Linked DNA regions of Sus scrofa: region 2 is linked to region 1. The links are chromatin contacts, called in public Hi-C maps. All regions are on one chromosome and are shown on one strand. The core of a region is the stretch at or near the end of the contact, and the rest is flanking DNA. Distances in the headings are between cores, read along the strand shown.

Evidence for each region. A called contact is a pair of places that touch in the nucleus more often than the background predicts.
Region 2: a contact with region 1 is called in a Hi-C map of liver, with 2.8 times the contacts expected there. The contact joins the promoter of OAZ2 here to the promoter of PIF1 in region 1. A contact is called at or near these places in 2 of 5 promoter capture datasets (fetal liver and liver), 7 of 47 Hi-C or Micro-C datasets (blood, embryonic fibroblasts, heart right ventricle and 3 more) and 2 of 2 datasets of contacts at active chromatin or transcription factors (alveolar macrophages and skeletal muscle).

The regions. Positions count from the first base shown.
Region 1 is chr1:107,217,158-107,221,730 of Sscrofa11.1, forward strand. PIF1 (ATP-dependent DNA helicase PIF1) reads left to right here and starts at 1,423. Exons shown (of 11, transcript XM_021093760.1): 1 at 1,423-1,522; 2 at 2,263-2,839; 3 at 3,934-4,066; 4 at 4,139-4,264; 5 at 4,371-4,524. The coding sequence starts at 2,276. LOC110260912 (a long non-coding RNA gene) reads right to left here. Exons shown (of 3, transcript XR_002344495.1): 3 at 1,919-2,054.
Region 2 is chr1:107,321,813-107,326,826 of Sscrofa11.1, forward strand. It overlaps OAZ2 (ornithine decarboxylase antizyme 2), which reads left to right and starts at 3,413. Exons shown (of 5, transcript NM_001301326.1): 1 at 3,413-3,607. The coding sequence starts at 3,588.

The sequences.
Region 1 (4,573 bases), core at 173-2,672:
GGAAGTTCACAGGCTAGGGGTCCAATTGGAGCTACAGCTGCCGGCCTCAGCCACATATACAGCAATGCGGAATCCGAGCCGCATCTGCGACCTACACCACAGCTCATGGCAATGCCCAATCCTTAACCCACAGATCGAGGCCAGGGATCCAACTCACATCCTCATGGATCCTAGTCGGGTTCATTAACCACTGAGCTACAAAGGGAACTCCCTGAATGTTCTTAAAGGTAATGAATTGTGCACTTAAAAATAGTCTAAACGGAGTTTCCACTGTGGCACAGTGGCTTAAGGATCCAGCATTGCTGCAGGTGTAGCATAGTTCACAGCTGCAGCTGGGTTTGGATCACCGGCCCAGGAACTTCCATATACAGTGGGTACAGACTCCCCCCGCAAACAAACAAACAAACAAACAAACTTCTTGGAGCCTTGGTTTCCTCACTTGAAAAATGGGGGCAATTCAATAAATGAGGGGGCTGACTCACCTGTAAGATCCCTTCCAGCTCTGTCATTCCAAGATTTAATGAGGAGAAAAAAAGATAATTAAAAATAAATTCCCAGAGTTCCCGTCGTGGCTCAGTGGTTAACGAATCTGACTAGGAACCATGAGATTGCGGGTTCGGTCCCTGGCCTTGCTCAGTGGGTTAAGGATCTGACGTTGCAGTGAGCCGTGGTGTAGGTCGCAGTTGCAGCTCGGATCCGTGTTGCTGTGGCTGTGGCATAGGCCGGCGGCTACAGCTCCGATTGGATCCCTAGCCTGGGAACCTCCACATGCTGTGGGAAGCAGCCCAAGAAATGGCAAAAAGACAAAAAAATAAAATAAAAATAAAAAATAAATAAATTCCCTGAGCAGCCAGAGCAATAAGAGGGATTACTGATTCCCTGAAAACAGAGGCTCATTCACTTCCCTTGTACTCTTGAGCATCCGGCCACAGGTCTGAGTTCTACACTGTTGGCCCTCAGCCGGATGGGAAGGACGAATACGTAAAACGACGCTTACAAGGGCAGAGGAAGTGTAGAAAGTTTCGGGGCAGACAGAGACAGCAGTAGCAACAGGCGGTGGAGGGATGTGGTTTGCCCAGAAATGAGCAAACGGTCCTATAAATGTAAACAGGAATGCGAGGGATCAAAGGCAGCTCTTCCCCAAGGCCAAGTTCAGCTGCTGTGTGAGGGCTTAAAGCGGAGGAAGGAGAGTGTGCTGGAGGCTTGAAAATAAGTCAGACACACAACACCACGCGCCGCCCGGATGCGCTCACTTCTTCCTCCCCCTACTCCTACCTGTCCGCGCGACTTGGTACGCTCCGCCAGCACAATAAGCCTCTCCCTCCGGCGTGCTATTGGTACAGCCCAGGCTCCAAGAGTAGACACCCAAAGACACGCCCGTTGCCACGCCCGCTGTCTATGATTGGCTGGAAAATTTAAAGATCCGGCCGATGATAGGGTGATTCTCTACTCCCAGGATTTGAAAGTTCCCAGTGTCCTACCTTTGCGTGCATGCCGGCTCTGTTCAGCTTGTCCGTCGCAAGTGAGTGTTCACTCGGATGCCAGAGGTGGGAGGCAGAGAACCTTCTTCTTCAAGGGGTCCCTGCCGGGAGGGTGCACACGAGTGGGTCAGACGGAGGGAGAATGGATTCCCGCACCCCAGGGTCCCTCTGCGATTTCCCTAACCAAAGATTCTCTACTCTATCCCTACCCTGAAGATGGGAAGCGCCAGGGCTTCAGAATCACACGAGCCCTGACTCCTACCACCCCTTGTGGCCTCTCTCAGCCTGTTTTCCACTTCTGTACACGGAGAAGAGTGAGACCTGCTTGGCCGCATGTAAACTAGTGAACGTACCTGGAAGACATAAGACGCTTATTAGGGAGTATGTTTCCTGTTCACCTCCTCAACGTGAAAGTCTCTGGCTTCTTAAGGACAGGACTCAGGATTCTCGTGTCCGCCTATGGGTCTCTTGGAAGCAGGCTTCTTTTCCGTTCCAGGGCTCCCTTCTGTGGCACTTGGCGGACAGCTGCGGTTCTCCAATGCTGGATGCAATTGACGCTGCCCATCCGCTGCCCTGGAAATTATTGTGTAGGGTAGTAATTTCTAAGAGAAAATCCGGTTTACTCTAGGGCCCTTTTACCATTTCCGTGACCTCTTTGTGTTACCAGTGACAGCCTCTGTGACCCTATGTGGCCTTCACCGGGCTCCCCGTCACGGCTTCTATACAACCTATGATATATTCCTTGAGTCCCCGTGACCCCTGAGCTCCGGTCTTTTTACAGACCCGCAGAGGCGATGGCAATGCTGTCGGGCACCCAGGCAGCGGCAGCAGAAAGCGAGGACGCGGAGCTACGGTGCCGCGTGGCTGTGGAAGAGCTGAGCCCGGGAGGGCAGCCGCGAAGGCGCCAGGCGCTACGCACCGCGGAGTTGAGCCTGGGTCGTAACGAGCGCCGGGAGTTGATGCTTAGGCTGAAGGCGCCGGGACCCGCGGGGCGGCCGCGCTGCTTCCCCTTGCGCGCTGCGCGCCTTTTCACGCGCTTCGCAGCGATGGGGCGCAGCACTCTAAGGCTCCCGGCCTATGGCGCTTCCCCGGCCGGCGCTGTGCAGCTGCTGCTCTCCGACTGCCCTCCAGACCGCCTGCGCCGCTTCCTGCGTACGCTGCGCCTCAAGCTGGCCGCGGCCCCGGGTCCCAGGCCAGCCTCCGCCCGCACTCAACTTCTTGGCCCAAGGCCCCGCGACTTCGTCACCATCAGCCCGGTGCAGCCCGAGGAGCTGCGGCGCGCGGCGGTCACCCGGGTCACGGACACCACGCCAGTGAAACTGCCCACGGAGCCCCGGGTGGGGGCCAAGTCCAACACCGTGAGGACAACGCCTTGGGGAGTGGGTGTGCCACTGAGATGGAAAAGACTAAAGTGGCCCACGTTTAGGAGGGAGATGGTGGTGGTATTTGAGATGGCAGGCTGGTTGTTTCAGAGAAGATGCTCATCGGACTTTTGAAAATAAGAGGGATATGGGCATCGTGCATGTGGTTCTCATAGTGCAATCCTTGAGACTGAGTAAGGAGAATAGGAAAAGTGGGTCCAGGTCACATTAACAGAGAAATCAGGAGATCCCCCTCGTGGCTCAGTGGTAATGAACCTGACTGGTATTCATGAGGATGCGGTTCCATCCCTGACCCCGCTTAGTGGGTTAAGGACCCTGCATTGCACTGAGCTGCGGTGTGGGTCGCAGATGAGGCTCAGATCTGGGTTGCTGTGGCTATGGTGTAGGCCGGCAGCTGTAGCTCTGATTGGACGCCTAGCCTGGGAACTTCCATATGCCACAGGTGCGGCCCTTAAAAAAGAGAGAAAGCAGAGAAGGTGCTGCAGAAGAAAAGTAGGAATATGGTTTCCCAGGAGAAGGAGAGGAGCTTTTGGAGAGAAGTGGTCAGCTGGATAGGGGCAGTCAACAGGTCCAGTCAGAGGGGAGACAAATTCTGGTGGATTTGACAGTGTTTGCCAACTGGAACAGATGGATGGAAGACTACAGGGGTTTGAGACTAAGCTGGTGAGAAGATGGAGATGAGGCAAGAAGAGGCCCTAACTAGGCAGGGTTTTGCTTGGGTGTTCTGAGGTGAGAGAGAGAAATTTGAAACAGAAAGAGTAGTGAGAAGGAAGGATGGCTAAGAGGACCAGGAGAGTTAGGAAACCCAGGGAAGGGAGTTGAGACAGAATCTGGACCTATACACTGGGGTCTTCAGGTCACCAGGGGTCAGTGGAGACCTGGTCCTGGTCCCTTCCTCAAGGGGGAACTGGACCCCTATGGTTACTGGCAAGATCTCCAGGGGAACCAAGGCTGCCCAAGGGCTCCAAGAAATGAAGCCAACAGAAACACAAAGGGCTACCAGGCCAAGAAGGTAGAGGGCAATGCTTAGGGAATGCGGGGAGACTCTGAGACAGCCCTATCCCCCCTAGGAAACCTCAAGGTGGCCCCTGCCTGTGAAGAGGCTGAGCTTGCCCCCCACCAAACCACAGCTCTCCAAGGAACAGGCTGCTGTGCTGAAGGTTGTCCTGAAAGGCCAGAGCATTTTCTTCACTGGCAGTGCAGGTAGCGGGGGCAGAGCGAGTGTGGGGAGAGCAGTGGTGCACTGGGATGGACCTGACTTTGCTTTCTGCCCAGGGACGGGGAAGTCTTATCTGCTGAAGCGAATCCTGGGCTCACTTCCTCCCACAGGCACGGTGGCCACTGCCAGTACTGGGGTGGCAGCCTGCCACATCGGGGGCACTACCCTCCATGCCTTTGCAGGTAAGTGAGAGTCCTTGAGACTTGAGCTGGGAGTAGGCCAGGCCGTGGGAAGGGAGTGGAGGTCAGGGCTAGGATCTCAGCTCAGGCTGAATAGTGTCACTCACAGGCATCGGCTCAGGACAGGCTCCCCTGGCCCAGTGTGTGGCCCTGGCCCAGCGGCCAGGTGTGCGGCAGGGTTGGCTGAACTGCCAGCGGCTGGTCATTGATGAGATCTCCATGGTAGAGGCAGACCTATTTGACAAGCTGGAAGCCGTGGCCAGGTCAGTAACATGCAGAAAGGGCGGGTTCTGGTGGTCTTTCATGTGGACC
Region 2 (5,014 bases), core at 2,163-4,662, 110 kb after region 1:
CAGCTCCGATTGGACCCCTAGCCTGGGAACCTCCATATGCCGTGGGAGCAGCCCAAGAAATAGCAAAAAAAAAAAAAAAAATTATGAAGATAATTTGCCTGGCAGTGTGATTTTGCTCCAGCAAAAGCCTGAGAAGGCAAAGAGTGGATTTATCCAGAGTAGGGGTTTTGCTAGGCAAGCACCGAAGGAGAAGATGGGGCAAGAGAGTGGCTCTAGTGATGGATGATAGAAACAGAGCTAGAAAAGAGGTTCTGTGGAAACTGGGGCTCATGAATGGTGAGAAATTAGTGAGGCCAAAGGATTAGAGCTCATAAATTGTTGAGGGAGGCTTAATTAGGGAAAATGTTGTGGTCGGAAAGTCTTTATGTTGGAAGTGGTCTTTGGTAAAAAAAAAAAGTTGAGGGGAGTTCTCGTGGCTCAGCAGATGTGGGTGCAACCATGAGGATGCAGGTTTGATCCTTGGCCTTGATCAGTGGGATAGGGATCCAATATTGCCATGAGCCATGGTGTAAGTCGAAGACGTGGCTCGGATTTGGTGTTGCTATGGCTGTGGCGGAGGCTGGCAGCTGCAGCTCTGATTCAGCCCCTAGCCTGGGAACTTCCATATGCCCCAGGTACAGCCCTAAAAAGTAAGCAAACAAACAAAAAGTTGAAGGAGTGGGCAGCTGCTGTGGAGTGTGGGAAACAATGCTGGAGATGAGGAGGTCAGAAGTGAGAGGAAGACAGGAGTTCCTGTTGTGGCTCAGCAGAAACAAATCTGATTAGCATCCATGAGGACGCAGGTTCAATCCCTGGCCTAGCCCAGTGGGTTAAGGATCCAGCATTACTGTGAGCTCGCAGTCGAGGCTTGGATCACAAGTTGCTGTGGCTGTGGTATAGGCCAGTGGCTACAATTCTGATTCGACTCCTAGCGTGGGAACTTCCATATGCTGCAAGTGCAGCCCTAGAAGAAGAAGCAGAAGAAAATAGCATTCATCTAAGAGGGCTGTTAAAAAAGCAGTATCCTTAGAAGGGGAACCGGGTTTCAGGTAAGGGAAGGAGGTAAAGGCAGCATCTTAAAAGCTGATATGGAAGAATGAATTGCTGATCTCAGGTTGCAGAGGGTACGGGGCAGGGTGTGGCTGGGAGCCAGTGTGAAGACAAGGATGGAGGAGATAATGGATGAGAGGGAACTAGAACCTGTAGTGGTGACTGAGGTAGATAGGCTTAAGGGAGTGATGGGATACAGAACTCTCTGAAACTTACTGTGTTGATGGGAAATCTGCTCTGTGCAGTACTGTAAGCACTATCCCCATTTGGCTGTTAAGCACATGAAGCGTGGCTAATGGGACTGAGGAACTGAGTTGTAAACTTCATTTCATTTGAATTAAGTTTAAATCGCTGCTCATGACTAGTGGCTATCCTATTGGACAGCACAGATTAGAGAAAGGTGGCTTCCCATTTTTGTGAATTTTTCACTGGCTGGCCAGGCACCCATCAAGGTGGTCACTCCTTCAAGTAGTAAGTTGTGGCAGACACCTTGTCACTACACCATGTGAATACAGACAGAGCACAGGATCAGGCAATACCCCAGGTACAAATTCTAACTCTACCACTTACTGGCTTTGAATTAAAACAAATAAATTAACTTGGCTGGTATATATAGGCCCTCGAAAATATTCGTTGGCATAGTCTCCCTGAGTTTTAATTCTTTTCATCTGTAAAATGGACGTGGGGGAACTGTTGTACAAATTCATGCTTCAGCATGATGCTCAGTAAATGTGGCTTTTATTGACACAGTGATTTAGCATCTGCTGGCTGTTCAAAAACTGTCCTTCAGGCCATGGGTCACTCATCCAGGGATGGGCTGGCAGAAGTGAGCCACCCCATCTTCCTTGGGGAACAGGAAGATTGCCCAGGTCTCTGGGACAATTAGACGGGATCGGTCAGGGCTAGATGTAATTGTTTAGTTCTGCTGTGGGCTAATGTAAGAACACACCTGGCTTGAAATGGGAAAATCAGGTAGGGACAGTCCCTTGGGGACAACATAGATGATCTAAAATGAGCCAGAGCATGGGACTAGTCTTGCTTTTATGTCTAGTGATAATCTGGGCAGTTCTGGTATCATTTACCACTTCAATTTTTGACTTAGTTTGGCAGCTCCAACCCATCTTCCATCCCTGATTTATCATCATCCAAAAACCAAAAGCACATTGTTTGTCAAGTAGAGGTCCTGAGACGGCTCTATGTGGCACTTTTGTGACATGGGGCTGTTTTCAGCTGGAGTCAGAGTGACCTTTGATCTGGAATGATTGTGACCACCCTTTCTTTGAAGCCATCCTTAATTCCCTAGTTGCTTTCTCTGTGGCCTCCCTCAGATTGAGCACTTACCTCATAGTATGATGGCCTCTCTGTGTCCCTCCCTCGGATCAGATTGTGACATCCAAGGCAGGAACTTTGCCTAGTTGATCACTGAGTATTCCTGGACTCTACCACATGCCTGAAGCACATAGTAAGTAGCTGCTCAAAAATTACTTGTTGACTAAATGAATGAATGGCGTTTGAGGTGACAGTAACCCATTATGATCTGAGATAACGTGACCTCTCTTGTGAGTTGACTGTGAACAGAGTCAAAAGCTGATTTTGTTGAAGTGCCTGTGATTGCAGCCTGCAGTGACTGTGATCTGAGGGGTCTGCATACCAGTGATTGTGACCTGTTGGCACTGATCTGTGATAAGGACCAGCAGGGATAGTGACTGTCGATTAGTAATCTTGCATGACTGTGATATGAAGTGCTTGTAAACATGGCAGTGTTGGTGCCTTCCACCACTACTGTCAGGTGACTATGATCCTGATCCACAGCCACTTGGCATTAGATGACCACCAGCCCGTGTAAGGCCTTAACCCTTGGCCTGAGATATGTTTTTAAGGTGAAGATATTGCTGATCTTAGCTGACAGTTTAAGTTATTGATCTGCACTGTGAGCGGAGGTAATGGAGATCTCAGGGCTTGGCCTTAGCCTAGAATGACACTAATATATGTGTATTAATCTTAGATTAACGATTTTGTTTTGTTTAATAGCTTCCCAGGGCCTATAAGTGTCACAGCCCTGCTAAACCCCACGCAAACAAGGGTGAAGCCAATGCCCAATAAATTCTACTTGAAATGAAACATCCTACGGCTCGCCCAGCCATCTCCACCACGACACCGCCTGGGGCACGATCCCTTCTACACGCTGCTTCCCCTAAGGCCCTGGCGCTGCCCTGACTCCGCTACCGGCTTGACGCGCCTGCGCAGAGGCGGGGCGGTGCTTTGCCCTTTGTTGTGGGCCCCAGTTTCCCAGGACACCGCGCGGCGCTGGGGTGGGGCTATGTAGATGAGGCACTTGGGGGCGGGGCGGTTGCTGCAGCGTCGGCGGCGGCCGGGGAGGGTCAGTTGGAGGCAGGCGCTCGCTGAGGCAAGGAGGAGGGCTCTGGGCCCGCGGCCTGACAGGGACTTAGCCCGCACAGATCGGCCCCGCGCGCGCGCGCGTGACCCCACACCCACCCACTCATCCACCTACCCACTCCCTGCGCCGCCTCCTCCCACCCTGAGCAGAGCCGCCGAGGATGATAAACACCCAGGACAGGTAACGGCCCGGCCCAGGCTCCCCGCCCCCATCCTCCCCTCGTCTGCTCCAGAGGGCCTCCTCTCCCCACCACCCAGCGGGTCCCCGGCCCTCCTCCAGAGGGCACCATCAAGCCCCCACTGAGTCCCTTCCCTACTTCAGCCACCCCAGTCTGAGCCCCAGCCTCGCAGCTGGGCCTCCTTCCGTCCTTTAGCCCCCCTCCCTCCAGCCCGGCCCATCCCCCTCATCCGGGCTTCCTCCTCCCGTAAAAGCCCCCACAAACCGGGACCCAGTCTTCCAATCCAGTCCCTATTTCCTTTCTGCCCCACCGAACCGTGCTTTTTCTCTCATTCCTAATTCCCCAGATTGTTTCCCATCTCCCCAAATCTTCCTTCCCCTTTTAAGTCACTTCACCCTTCCCTCTGAATCCCCTTCCCTAATTCAAACTGCACCTTCCAACCAGACGCCTCTTTTATCACCCCCCCAAAGCTCCGTCCTTCAGTTCTCAACTGGACCCAGCCCCCCCACCTGTCACCCCCCTCCCCGGCCCCCACCTCCCCAGGCCTCGCAGTCTTTACAGTGATGCCTAGTCCTCCCCTTGGCCCCTCACTGCAGCTTCCTCTTTTCCCTCCAGCCCTCCCTCCACACCCTTTTCCCATTTGGGCCCATGCCCCCTGTCTCCCAATCTCATTCTTTTTATTTCTCAAACACTTTGGGTTTGACTCATGTTCTCCATCCTGTTCCCTAATGATGTCTTCCACCCAACACTCTTCTAAACACTCCTACCTTTTAACTACTTTTTCTCACTTTTTCTTATACTCTTCTCATCTTAACCGATCCGCATCGCTAGAATATTAGGTTACAGAATTCAGCCCACCCTGCGTTTTTCCCTATACCTCTTTCCCAGTACCTCCAGTGCTTTCAAATCAGTCCCCATACTTTGCTCACTGGACCTTTCATGTTTCCTCAAAACCCTACCCAGCCCTCCCTTATTAATTGGAGAGAAAGACTGCACATCTTTCTGAAACAGCTTGCTTCACATATGCTTACTTCACATGTACTTCTCCCCTGCCCAAACTAGGCAGAATTCATTATTCAGTTTCCCTCTCTCTACCTTTCCTCTTTTCCTCCAAAGTAGCCCTTGTCCTGCATTTATGCCTCAAGCATGTCCCATGTTTCTGTCCCTAAATCTTCAGTGAGAAATTGTTTCCTAATGTTCCAATTCTCTACAATTTTTAACCCCAGCTGCTGCTTATACATCAGAATGACTTTTATTTACAATTTGGGTTCTAATTCTCTTCCTCATTTTTCCCCAAAACTTGTTGCTGCCTGCTCCAAAATGAGTCTGAAGCTCATTAGTTTCCCCCTCCAGACCCTTTGTCTCCAGATTTGGCCTTATGGCTTCTGCTCCTCACTTGGGCCTCATTG